Regions from separate parts of the Sus scrofa genome. Here region 1 is linked to region 2. Evidence: chromatin contacts called from public promoter capture Hi-C data. All regions are on one chromosome and are shown on one strand. Each heading gives the region's core, a stretch centred on a gene start, on an enhancer-like site or on the middle of the called end of the contact. The rest is flanking DNA. Distances are from core to core; before and after follow the strand shown.

Region 1 (6,143 bases), core at 575-3,074, 94 kb before region 2:
CTCCAGTACTGTGGGCTTCTTCCCTTTGCTATTTCTTATTATGGCTATACCCTTGGCATATGGAAGTTCCCTGCGCAGGGATTGAATCTGAACCACGGCAGCTGAAAAGATCCTCTAACCCACTGTGCCAGGCCAGGGATCAAACCTGCACTTCTGCAGTGACTTGAGCAGCTGCAATGGGATTCTTAACTCACTGTGCCACAGTGGGAACTCCCTCCCTTTGCTATATTAAATTTTAAAAATATTTTTATCTATTTATTTTTTGGCCACATTCATGGCATGCGGAAGTTCCCAGGCCAGGGATTGAACCTATGCCACAGCAGCCACCCAAGCCACAGCATTGACAATGCCAAGTCCTTAACTACTGGGCCACCAGGGAACTTCTCTCTTTGCTCTTTTTAATCTGTATCCTTTTACTCTAATAAATCATAACCATGAGGAAAAAGCTTTTCTGAGTTCTGTGTGTCCTTCTACCAAATCCATGAACCTGAGGTGGTTTGGGGGATCCCTTAACACAGGGGTGATTAATGGCATATACCAACAGGAGCAGAGGCACCAATGAGATTGGACATACACAGCACTTAATGACCACAGCCAGTAGGTATGGAGCATATACTGTGTACCAGGCTCTGAGTTCCATGGGCTCCCAGGATCCTCATGACAACTCCATGAAACCGATACTGTGATTAATTTCTTACTTTTACTTTATTATGAATTGTACATTCAAAAGTATAAATTGTAGATGTATGGCTTTAAAAATACTTATAAGTGAACAATGATGAATCATAATCAGAATTCAGAAAAAAGACACAGAAGCCCCCATAAGCTTCAACCCAGTTACAACTCCTCCAATTCCTTGAGCTAAACACCTCTCTAACTTTTGCGTGATAAGGATTTCCTTGCTTGTCTTTTCTTTATAGTTTGACCACCCACGTATGTTGCCATTTCATTGTCCATGCTTTGGAGTTTATTGAATAGATTAATACAGCATATTCCATTTAGTCGTTGTCTGGCTTCTTCTTTTTTTTTTTTTTTTTTTTTTTTTTTGGCCACCCCTTGGCATATGGAGTTCCCAGGCCAGGGATCAGATCTGAGCTGCAGTTTCAACCTATGGTGCAGCCGCAAAAACACTGGATCCTTAACCCACTATGCCAGATTGATGATCAAGCCTGCATCCCAGAGCTTCAGAGATGCAACCGACCCCATTCCCACCACAGTGGGAACCCTGTGGTTGGTTTCTTTCATGAAATATTACATATGTGAGATTTATTTGGGTGGTTGTGTGTATCAGTAATTTATCCTTTTCATTGCTGTATAGTACTCCATTGTATGAATATACCACAAAGTCTTCATCCATTCTCCACTCGATGGAAATTTGAGAGGTTCCCATTTAAGGTTATTACAAATAGTGCTGCTGTGAACATTTCTTCCTGTATAGGTTCCCTTATGCTCAAGTTCAAGTTCTCCGGGATATATACTCAGTATGGAACAGATGGGTTAAATGTTACATGCATTTTCAAATTTGTTCAATAACACTATATTTGTTCCCACTTTAAGATGAAACAATTGCAACAAAAGAGATTTCCCAAGATCACAAAGCCACACTGTCTTGTTCCCAGAGCTCACTCTTCCTTAACACTCGCTGGTACATGATGGGCACCTAATAATCGTGAGCTGTTATGCCGACGGTCATTGGGGGCTATTATTGGGGGTTGCCTTTCCCATACCCATTATTCTGAACTCTGTCCCTATAAGTTAATAATTAACTACCCCCCCCCCAAAGAGCCTGTGATCCTAAAGATTTGCCTTTCCCTGGGTACTGCCTGGTTAATCAGTCACTGCCCCTGGCCGGGCAAGGGGCACTTGGTAAACTTGCTACCTCCAGAGCCCCCTGACCTGGTGTGGAAGCGGTGAAGGACTCCTGATGCTCCGGACCTGTCGTGCGCTCTGCTCGCAAGCCAGCCCCTCCCCTGGGGGCTGGCAGCCCCCGAACTTTGATGGTGGGGCCTTTCACCTCAAGGGCACAGGAGAACTGACCCGGGCTTTGCTGGTGCTACGGCTGTGTGCCTGGCCCCCTCTGGTCACCCATGGCCTGGCGGTGAGCAGTGACTGCGGGGATGGGCCTAGGGGACACCCAGGGCCAGGCTCTAAGGCCTCGCTCCCTGTTACCCCAGCTCCAAGCCTGGTCTCAGCGACTCCTGGGCTCCCGGCTCTCGGGCGCACTTCTCCGAGCATCCATCTATGGGCAGTTTGTGGCTGGTGAGACCGCAGAGGAGGTGACGGGCTGTGTCCAACAGCTCAAGACCCTAGGCCTCCGGCCCCTCCTGGCAGTGCCCACTGAGGAGGAGCCAGACTCAGCTGTCAAGACTGGGTGAGTAGGGGGCCAGGGCCCAGGGGGGCGGGAGGCTGGGAAGGAAGGGGGTTAGTGGGCTCAAGCCCTGACGCCTGCTGGCTGGGCAGTGAGGCCTGGTATGAGGGGAACCTCAGGGCTATGCTGCGATGTGTGGACCTGTCACGAGGCCTTCTGGAGACCCCTGGCCGAACTGGAGACATCCTCATGCAACTGAAGATTACAGCGCTGGCCAGCACTCAGCTCTGTGTAAGGGAGGGGCAAGGGGGGAGGGGGGTGTTGTTGCCCACCAGGTCCCCCTCACCCCCCACTACCACCCCATTCCAGAAGGAGCTAACCTCATGGGTCAGAAGGCCAGGGGATTCCTTGGAGCTGAGCCCCAAGAGACTGGCTGAAGCCATGGACTCTGGGCGGGTAAGGACCTCAGGCTGGGAGAGATGGAACGACTAGTGGGGGATGTGGAGGCGGCAGGCACCTGCCAGGGGCGTGTGCAAAACATTAAGGAGTTCCTGTTGTGGCTCAGCAGGCTATGAACCTGACTAATAGCCATGAGGATGCGGGTTTGATCCCTGGCCTCGATCAGTGGGTTAAGGATTGGGTGGTGCTGAGAGTTGTGGTGTAGATTGCAGATGATGCTTGGATCTGGCATTGCTGTAGCTGTAGTGTAGGCCAGCAGCTACAGCTCCGATTCCACCCCTAGCTTGGGAACTTCCATATGCCATCAGTGTGGCCCCAAAAAACCTCCGAAAACAAAACAAAAAAAACCCACCAAGCCATTTAACTACTTCTACTTCCAAGGTTAAAAAGATCTGAATAAATGTGGCTACAGCCCTGGGGCATGGCTGGAATGAATAGAAAGAACATGGGTCACCTGGGGATTTTAGGGGAGGGGCCTGGGGGCTGCCGAGCTCCCAGAGGCGGGATGGAGATGGCAGCTCTTCAGCAACTAGAAGCAAGTACTCAATCTTTTATCAATCAACTCAGCTCTGCTGGTGCGTGCTGACTAGCTGGGAGCTATGATTAGACCAATAGGCTTTTGGTTCATTCATTCACTCATTCATTCTTTCATTTCTTCTTCATTTCCAAATCATACCCTCCCTGCTATTGGCAACCACTCCATCCTGTATAATGTGAATTTCTTTGTCATCGTGATTTTATTTTGCCAAGTATATGCTATTTGGGGGCATATTTTCTCAACATTTTATTATGAAAAATTTCAAACATATGGAAATGTTGAGGAGTTCTTGTTGTGGTGCAACGGGATTGGCAGCATCTCTGGAGCACTGGGGTGCAGGTTCGATCCCCCGCTGGCACAGTGGGTTAAGGATCCATCATTGCCACAGCTGTGGTGTAGATCACAACTGAGGCTCAGATCTGATCTCTGGCCCAGGAACTACATACGCCATGGGGCAGCCAAAAAAGAAAAAAGGAAAAAAAAGAAAAAGCTGAAAGAATTTTGCAATGGACACCCATATACCTGCCACTGTTAACATTTAACTAGACTTTTTTTAAGACCGTATCTATCCTCCATCCATTCTTTTATCCATCCAACAATCCATCGTATTTTTTTGATGCATTTTACTTCTCCCTCAGATGTTTCAGAATGCACATCCCCTAGTTAAAGCTCAGAAATAATTTCTTTTCAGGTGAAACTTACATAACAATAAAACGCACACATTGTAAATGTACCCTTTGATGAGTTTGGACCGATACACACCTGAGCTATTCAAATCTCCATCAAGCTATTAGACATTTCCATCACTGCAGAAAGTTCCTTTGTGCCCTTCTCCATCCATCTTGGGGATATAGTTTGAAATGTACACAAGTAACACTCTGTTTACTTACTTTTTCCACTGAGCCCTCTGAACTTAATAGCCTTCAAGCCTCTCTGTGTGCATCTCACCCAGTATTTCCACTGCTCCTTCTGGCCCTGTGGTTTGTCTCTCCTGGGATGGACACCTGGGTGGCCTGTGGGTCTCCGCTACCACAAATAATGCTTCCTGGCACCTGCTGATGTTTCTTATTTCAATTTGTAATTGTAAAAATATGTTACAGGTCTTAGGGCTTCAAGGACCAGCCTTAGGGTGTAACGAGATTTACCTCTTCATGAGCTTTAGTTTACTATGTGAGGACGGTGATAGTAATTTCTTCCCAGGATGATTTTAAGGCCTAAAACCCCTGCCAGGCTGGCATCTTCACAATGACAGAGGAACCCTCCTCCTTTGGTGGCATTTGCTTCCCTTGGCTTCCCCAAGACCATCAGACCTGGTCTCCCTTATCCATCTCCACTGGTTCGTTCTCCATCTTCGTAAGGTTTTAGTCTGCCTGGCTCAAATAATACGGAGGTTTCCCCGGGCTAGGTCCTGGCTGTCTCTCCTTTCACATCTTACTCCGCTCCAAGGGGCCTTCTCACCACCCCTCAGAGCCTCAGCTTCCCTGCTCTGCACTAATGATGCCCACCTTTCTGTCTCCAGCCCCAGCCTTTCCCTTGAGCTCCCTGGACACCTGGACACCTTCCGCCGACGTTCCCCAGACTCCATACCCCACTGACCTTGGGGTCTCTCCAAACCTGCCCCTTCCTCCCGTCCCCAACTTAGTCCCCCCTCCCAGCTCCCACCCATCTGTGGTCTCCACAGCGCAGTTCGTGGCTGTCCCGTTCACGGCCATATCCCGGCCCCTGGCCCCTAGACCAGCTATGATAAACGTATGTCAAATGAATGAATAAATGAATGGAGCAAATGAGGTTGAAATAATAAACTGATGGTGGAAAACTTACAGATCACTCACAATGGGCCACTCGCTGTCCTAAGTGGTTTTTATGTGTTCGAGGGAGACATTTACTCTGCCAGTGAGTGGGCGTGTAGGGTGATGCTTAAGAACCCAGGCTCTGGGAGTTCCTGATGTGGTGCAATGGGATATTCAGGGTCTTTGCAGCACCAGGATGAGGGTTCAATCCCCAGCTTGGCACAGGGGTTAAAGAATCTGGTAGGTCACAACTGTGCCTTGGATCTGGTCCCTGGGAACTCCGCCACAGGGAGGCCAAAAAAAAAAAAACCAAAAAACAAAAAAGAACTCAGGCTCTCTAGAAGGTGTGGTTTAAATCCCAGATCAAGCTGTGTGACTTTAGAAGAGTGATCTCACCTCTCTGTGCCTGAGTTCCCCCTTCTGTAAAATGGGGATGATAATAGCCCCTACCTCAGAGAGTGGTGAAGGGTAAACGGAGACCTGGGGTAGCGCCTGGCACTGAGTAGGCCCTCCGAGGCTGCTCACACACCAGAGCTCCCCAGGACAGTTCTCCGATTTTTTTTTTTTTTTGGACCCAGAAGTGTATGGAGCTCCCAGGCCAGGGATCAGATCCAAGCTGTAGCTGTAGACAAATCCGCAGCAATGGCCACGTCGGATCCTTAACCCACTGTGCCGGACAGGGATCAAACCTGAGTCCCAGCGCTCCCAAGATGCTGTCGATCCCATTGCACCGCAGTGGGAGCTCTGACATTCTCTGATTGAAGAGAACTGGGCAGGTGCCCCTCACTCTTCCCTCCTCCTGGAGAGAGTTTTCTCCCCCAAGAAGGGGTCCGTATCCATCCTGTTGGCTGTTCCATCCGTTCCTCTTTCTTTAACCTCCCAATTTCTTTGAACCCAGCTGGACTGCCCGAGTCACCCGCAGCTCACATTCACCCGTGAACCCCCTTAAGAAGACTGTGCATGAATTAGGGACGTTATCGCTTCCACATTACAAATGTAACAATACCCTGGAGTTCCCACCATGGCTCAGTGGTAATGAACCCAACTA
Region 2 (5,730 bases), core at 1,273-3,772:
CTCAGCTACAGTTCCCTCTTCCTTCTCTTCCTTCTCTCCTTCTTCCTTCTCCTGCTCCTTGTCTTTCTCTTTTCCTTTGTCCTCCTCTCCCTCCTCCTCCAGCTTCTGCTCCTTTCTCCAGCAGGGGCCCTCTCCCTGTCCAGATCCAACTCTTCCTTGGGGGGCCTCCTGGCAGCTTTCCTCATGTTGATCTTGACCCTGACCTGATTCAAGTTCCAAGGACAATTGTCCCATCTTCACTTTTTTGGCCTTTGAAACAAACTTGATCACGAGGGGGAGCCCACCTCGGCCTCGGCCCCTGCCTCCACGGCCTCCTCGCCCAGACTGTCCTCCACGCTTGGGGGTCCCAGGACCTGGGCCGGGCCCCTCCTTGCACTTCCAGCTGCCAGTTTGGTGTTTTACTGGAACAACAGGAGGTGGGGGCTCAGGTTTGGGGATTGTCACAGCTGCTTCTGCCACCACTACTGCTTGTTGCTTCTTCCTGCAGGGGCCTGCTGGCCGTCCTGGGGGCCGTCCCCGAGACCGACGGGGGGTGGAGGACTCACATGCCCGGCTCCTGGGGGCTGGGGGGGCCTGGGCCCGCCGGAGAAGTTCAGTCAGTGCCTGCACCATCCGTTCTCTGCCCTCCTCACCCCGTTTCCGAGCAGGAGTCTTTGTGGGAGTAGGAGCCACATCTGCTAGGCGAGGAGGCGGAAGGGGGGTCGTCTTATGCTTGCGGCCCCGACCTCGGGGGGCTCGACCTAAAAGGAGAATAGGTGTGGGGAGATGGGTCAAGCTAGCCCTGAGGACTGAGGAAGACTCCAGGAGGGCAGGGACTAAGTCTGTTTCCCCCACAGCCAGTCTAGCTTGGGCTTTGAACACAGAACACACTTGGTAATTGGTGGAGACTCTAGTTGAGCAGGGAAGAGCTGACATGAAGAGCAAGAGTAACATTCCTGTAAAGCTACAGAGGTAGAGTTTCCCCATCACTCACCTCGCTGGGATCGGAGCGCAGAGCGCAGGGAACTGGGGGCCACATCTTCATCTGAATGAAAACCCTGAAACTCCTGATTTAGGGGACCAGGGGTGGAGGGGAGAAACAGCAGTCAGTGCCAAAGCCCTCGTTTCACCTGAAACTCAGGTATTGAGGAATATCCCCAGCTTCCCCCTTAACGTGTCCCTATTTACAAAAGAACTAACGAGGCTCAAAGGTGAGGGGAAGAGAAAACACGATCTCTTCTTAAGGATGGAGGTAGAGAATATTGTGAGCCTTCATCCCGGGTTCCAGACCACACCAGCAGAGCCATCAGTGGTTCACTGGCCCAAAGGGAATAGAACAGTGTCTTCTCAGGTCAGGTAGTAAGCACAACCCTCAGATTCCCTCATACCCCAACTTGGGGAAAAAAGTGGGACCTCTGTTCACCCTCTAAAGCTACAGTTTCTTTTTGAATGAAAATGGGAACTGGGGCACCCAAGTGAGGTGTCCATGTGTGTAACAAGTGGTTTCTCATATTATATGCTCCGAACGCCACAAACTGTCCTAAGTAACACAACCCATACCTTCCTGCCTTTTCTCAAAGGCTAGTGATAAACCCTGAATTAAACTCAAACCTGCTAGAGTGCTCACTCTCAGTCTTCACTCCATTTCTCTGCAACCTGTGCCCCCAAGAGAAAGCTCTTCACCATTCTACCTTCGCTCCACTTTAGGTCAGAAGAGGAATCGGGGCACTAGTGAAATCAGGGATGTGTCCGAGGTTTTGAGGCTGGGCGGGGCACCCGGCAGGTAGGAGCCCAGAGAGCCCCAGCCTGGGTCCAGTAAAGCCACGCTGCTGCTGTCAACCACCACTGGTTGGGCATGCAGTTCCTACAGCCTCCTCGCCCAAACCTCACCTGCCCTAGCTTTGCCAACTACCAAGAAGGAGCAGCCCAGGGCACTTCTGCAGGACCCGCCTCGGGCCCAAGTGTAAGCTGCAGCCCGAGCTTCTCTATGCACTTTCAGAGGCCCCTTCCATCGACAGCTCCGTGCAGCCGATCTCCTCCCATGCCTATTTCTAAGGCCCTTTCCCTCCTCAGAGTCCTGAGGATCCCGCTTCCCCACACCACCCCTCAGGACCACCCAGACCCCTGGAAGCCCCCGGCCTCCGCCCGCCAGGCGCTGGGGACGCCTCCGACTGCCTCACCTCATCGTCGGACTCCCCGTCACTGCTCTCCTCCTCCAGCAGGCAGCCCCGGCTCGGGCCCCAGCCGCGGCCTCGGCCCCGGCCCCGGCCCCGCTGAACGCGCGGGCCAGCCCACAGGCGGCGGAGCCGGCGCAGGCCCCGGCGGAGCCCCAGCAAACGGAGCAGGGCCGTGTCCTCCCCGGGCTCGGCTCCGCCCGGCCCTGCCGCGCCGCCGCCGCGCCGCAGAGCTACCCGCACTCTCTCGGCCCCGCTGCCCCGTCCGCCGCGGCCCCCGCCCCCGCCGGAGCCCCGCGGCCGGCCTGGGAAGCGGCCCCGCGCGGAGCCAGGCCCGGGGCAACTGCCGCCGCCCGCCGCCGCCGCCATCTTGGCACCGTGAGAGGGGCCGGGGAGGCGGGGGAGGGGCGGCCCGTGCGCAGGGCTCGTGTCGGGGCGGGGGGGAAAGCAGAGGAGGGGCGGGGCGGCCGCGGCTCACGACAACAACCAGCGCCGCCGCCCGGCCGGCAGGAGCCGGGGGCTGGGCCGGCCACGCGCGGGGCACCACGGGAGCGGGAGTCCGAGGCCGGCCGGCTGGCCGTCACTTTTAAACCGCACCTGAAGAGCACAGACCCCCGCGTCGCGGCGGGAGAGGGTGAGGCGCAGAGGTCTCAGGGAAATGTAGTCCGACCACCTCGCTCCTTCCGCGGAGAGCTAGGGCCGCGAGAGCTGGGACTACGGGGTCCTGGCCGGACCCAGAAAGCCAGCATCCTCTGCTGCCGGGAGGTGTGGTTCTCATCCCAGACTCCTCCCATTGTTCTTGCCTAGGCCAGAGACCCATATGAACTACCACTCCCAGGGTGCAGTGGGCTTCAGACCCTGGGAACCCCAGAGACGCTGGGAAGTGAAGTTCGCGACTGTAAGAGGCGTGGGCTGGATTAGGGGCGGGGGCAAAGGGTTAGTCTCAGTTCCGGGCTCGACCCCGCAGCAGAGATGCTGGGGAGGTCGTGCGGCCGTTTGGCCCTTGTGCTCAAGAAAAGGAGGCGGGTAGCCGAAAGCAGGGCAGAAACACGTTCCTTTCGAACTCCCGGGCCAGGAGGCCCAGACTCAGACTTCGCGTGCCACTGCTTGCTGTAGAAGGGACGAGTAACTTGTGTTCTCACAGCCTCCCCCCACAGGGCTTGCTGCTAAGTCGGTCAAGACACCGAGTCCTCGCGTCCCGCTGCTTCCGGAGGAGGACAGAGAGCCCCGGGAGACGGGGCGGTGGCTGCCGCGATGAGCCACCAGGGGTCGCTGCAGGACCAGGGGCAAGGTTGCTCACCGCGGGCAGACTAAAGTCTGGACTCGGCTTTATGGTCCTGGGGGGGGCACAAGAAACTCTTTATTTTGGTGATGAAACCGCCAGTCCCCGCACAGTTAACTTTCACTCATGCAAACTTCACTGCCGTCACTCAACACAGGTTCGCCAGCCCGGGCTTCTGCGATCCGCAGTCAACCGAGAGAGAGCTCTCGGCGCCCCTCTTGCGGCGCTTCTTGGAGCTAGCTGAGTTTGGTAGGCTCAGCCGTAGCCGCGGTGCGGGGTCAGACGCCCAGCTGGCCCACCCGTCCTGTCTTACATTCTTTAATTGTACATTTAACTGAAGCCAAAGAAGCTGCTGACAATCCGTCAGGTGGAGGAAGAGGGTCTGGAGGAGGAGGAGGAGGAGTAGAGGAAGGTGGAGCGAATGGTCCATCCTGGTGGGAGCTGGCTGGGCGAGTGGCCGCGCATGTGCGCCTGCATGGAGGCCAGGCTGGGGCAGCCGGCTTTGCACAGAGGGCAGCGGTAGGGTGCGGCCCCGTGCGTCCGCAGGTGCTTGGTCATGGCTGAGAAGTCCCGGGAGCGCTGGGGACAGAGGCTACAGGAGAAGGGCTTCTCTCCTAGGGCAGGTCAAGGGGAAGGCTGGTGAAGGAAAGAACGAGACGACGAAGCCTGGCCTAGTGGTCGGTGGGGGCAATTGGGCAAGGGAGTTGTGCCAGAGCCAGGTGTGCAGAGAGGGACTTAGGAGCCGGCCCGCTGGAGTTTGGAAGGAAGCAGACAATTCGTACTGGGCAGGGTGCCCATACCTGTGTGGACACGGTAGTGCGTCTCCATCTGATGTTTGAGTGAAAACCTCTTCCCACAGACAGAACAAGAATAGGGCCGAGACCGAGCGGGAGGGCGTGGGGGAGGGTGTCGGGGAGATGCGTGGCCTGCTGTGGCCACATGACCCACACAGGTTGCAAGTTCACCTGTGGGGACAAAAGGCAAAGGAGGGCAGGGCTGGGAATCCCAGAGCTGGATCACTGAAACTCTCAGGCCAGACATCCGGGGCCACAGTGGGGCTGAGGCAAAAGCGTCCTCACCCTACTCACCTGTGTGCCTCTGATCAGCCTCCTCCATCTCCCCGGGGCTGAGTGCTGTGGGGCCCTGGGGGAGGGAACCTGGAGGGAGCAGAGTGAAGTACGGATCCTGCTCAGCTGAACTCCTGGAGCCCCAGCCCCAGCTGAGAGACCACGTTACAGCATGCGTGCCAGGCAGTGAGGGGCTTACCTGGGGTAGGGCTGGAGGAGGCCAACTGGTTCTGGCTCCAGAGGCCTTTGTGGAGGTTCAGGGACAGTGGGATCCTGGGAGTTGGATGGGGAAGGGTTACAGCCCTGGCTGCACCTGGCATCCTGGCCAAGCCCTTTCTGGGGAGGGAAATGTCAGGAGTCCTCTGCTGGGGCTGAACTTTGGCTTTCCCTGTGGCAGGAGCTTCCTGACCACTCTCCAGCTCAGAAAGTGTATAGTGGAGATGAGAGATATGGTGCCCTTCCACCCCTCACCGCTGCCTGTCCGCAGCCGCTCCCTCCCAGCTGGAGGTCTTCCATAGGCCCTTCAACTCACCTCTGGTCCTGAGGCCAGACCTCTTGCCAGGCTCCAGTGATGGGGGTGCTATGGGAGAAGGGAGTGCCATATCTGGGCGGCAATAGCAGGATGCTCCACAGGGCAGGCAGGCCCTCCCCCAACCAGGGGGCCTCAGCCCACCAGGGCCTAGGGGTGATGCCGGTTTGGAGGGGACCTGATGGGGGAAGGGGGCCAGGGAGCTCCCGCAGATTTTCCTCAGAGCCCCCTGGACCATCCCTCACCCGCATGATCATTTCTTGCTTCCCATGGCCAGTGGGGGCTTGGTTAAGTTTCTCCTTTAGTCTCATCTGTTCCCTTTGACCCTCCCAAGTTGTCTCTGCCATCTCAGGGCTCTCTCTTGGTCGCCTGTGCCTGTGCAATGTCTCCTGTTCTTGCTCACCAGCTCTAAAGAACATCTCTGCTCTCTGGTTCTCTCCAAAGCCCTCCACTCCTCTCAGAGAATCCCCTATGGGTTGCTCTGGTTCCTTCTGTTGTTCCTTCAGCCTTGGACCCAGCTCGTCTTTGGCAGGGTCCCTTTGAGCCCTCCTGCACGCCTCTTCCAGGGACTGTACCCCCAACACTCTGGCTGCCTCCTCAAGGGGGCCCAGTTCCCCAGGTTGCAGCTCTAGACTCTCCCCATAAACAAAGTGCAGAAGTTGGGCAAAGGTAGAAGGGCTGATGCCTTTTCCCACAGCC

The links. Promoter capture Hi-C pulls out the DNA fragments that hold promoters and counts their contacts.
Region 1: a promoter capture Hi-C map of liver shows a contact between it and region 2, with 7 times the contacts expected there. The contact joins the promoter of PRODH2 here to the promoter of KMT2B in region 2. A contact is called at or near these places in 3 of 5 promoter capture datasets (fetal liver and liver), 10 of 47 Hi-C or Micro-C datasets (embryonic fibroblasts, epiblast stem cells, fetal skeletal muscle and 5 more) and 2 of 2 datasets of contacts at active chromatin or transcription factors (alveolar macrophages and skeletal muscle).

The regions. Positions count from the first base shown.
Region 1 is chr6:45,236,118-45,242,260 of Sscrofa11.1, reverse strand. PRODH2 (probable proline dehydrogenase 2) reads left to right here and starts at 1,824. Exons shown (of 21, transcript XM_021097118.1): 1 at 1,824-2,098; 2 at 2,175-2,371; 3 at 2,461-2,599; 4 at 2,678-2,764. The coding sequence starts at 1,925.
Region 2 is chr6:45,143,655-45,149,384 of Sscrofa11.1, reverse strand. KMT2B (histone-lysine N-methyltransferase 2B) reads right to left here and starts at 2,522. Exons shown (of 38, transcript XM_003127067.5): 1 at 2,160-2,522; 2 at 974-1,046; 3 at 1-740. The coding sequence starts at 2,522. ZBTB32 (zinc finger and BTB domain-containing protein 32) reads right to left here. Exons shown (of 5, transcript XM_021097176.1): 2 at 5,035-5,730; 3 at 4,524-4,592; 4 at 4,236-4,400; 5 at 3,482-4,049. The coding sequence starts at 5,269. The coding sequence ends at 3,799.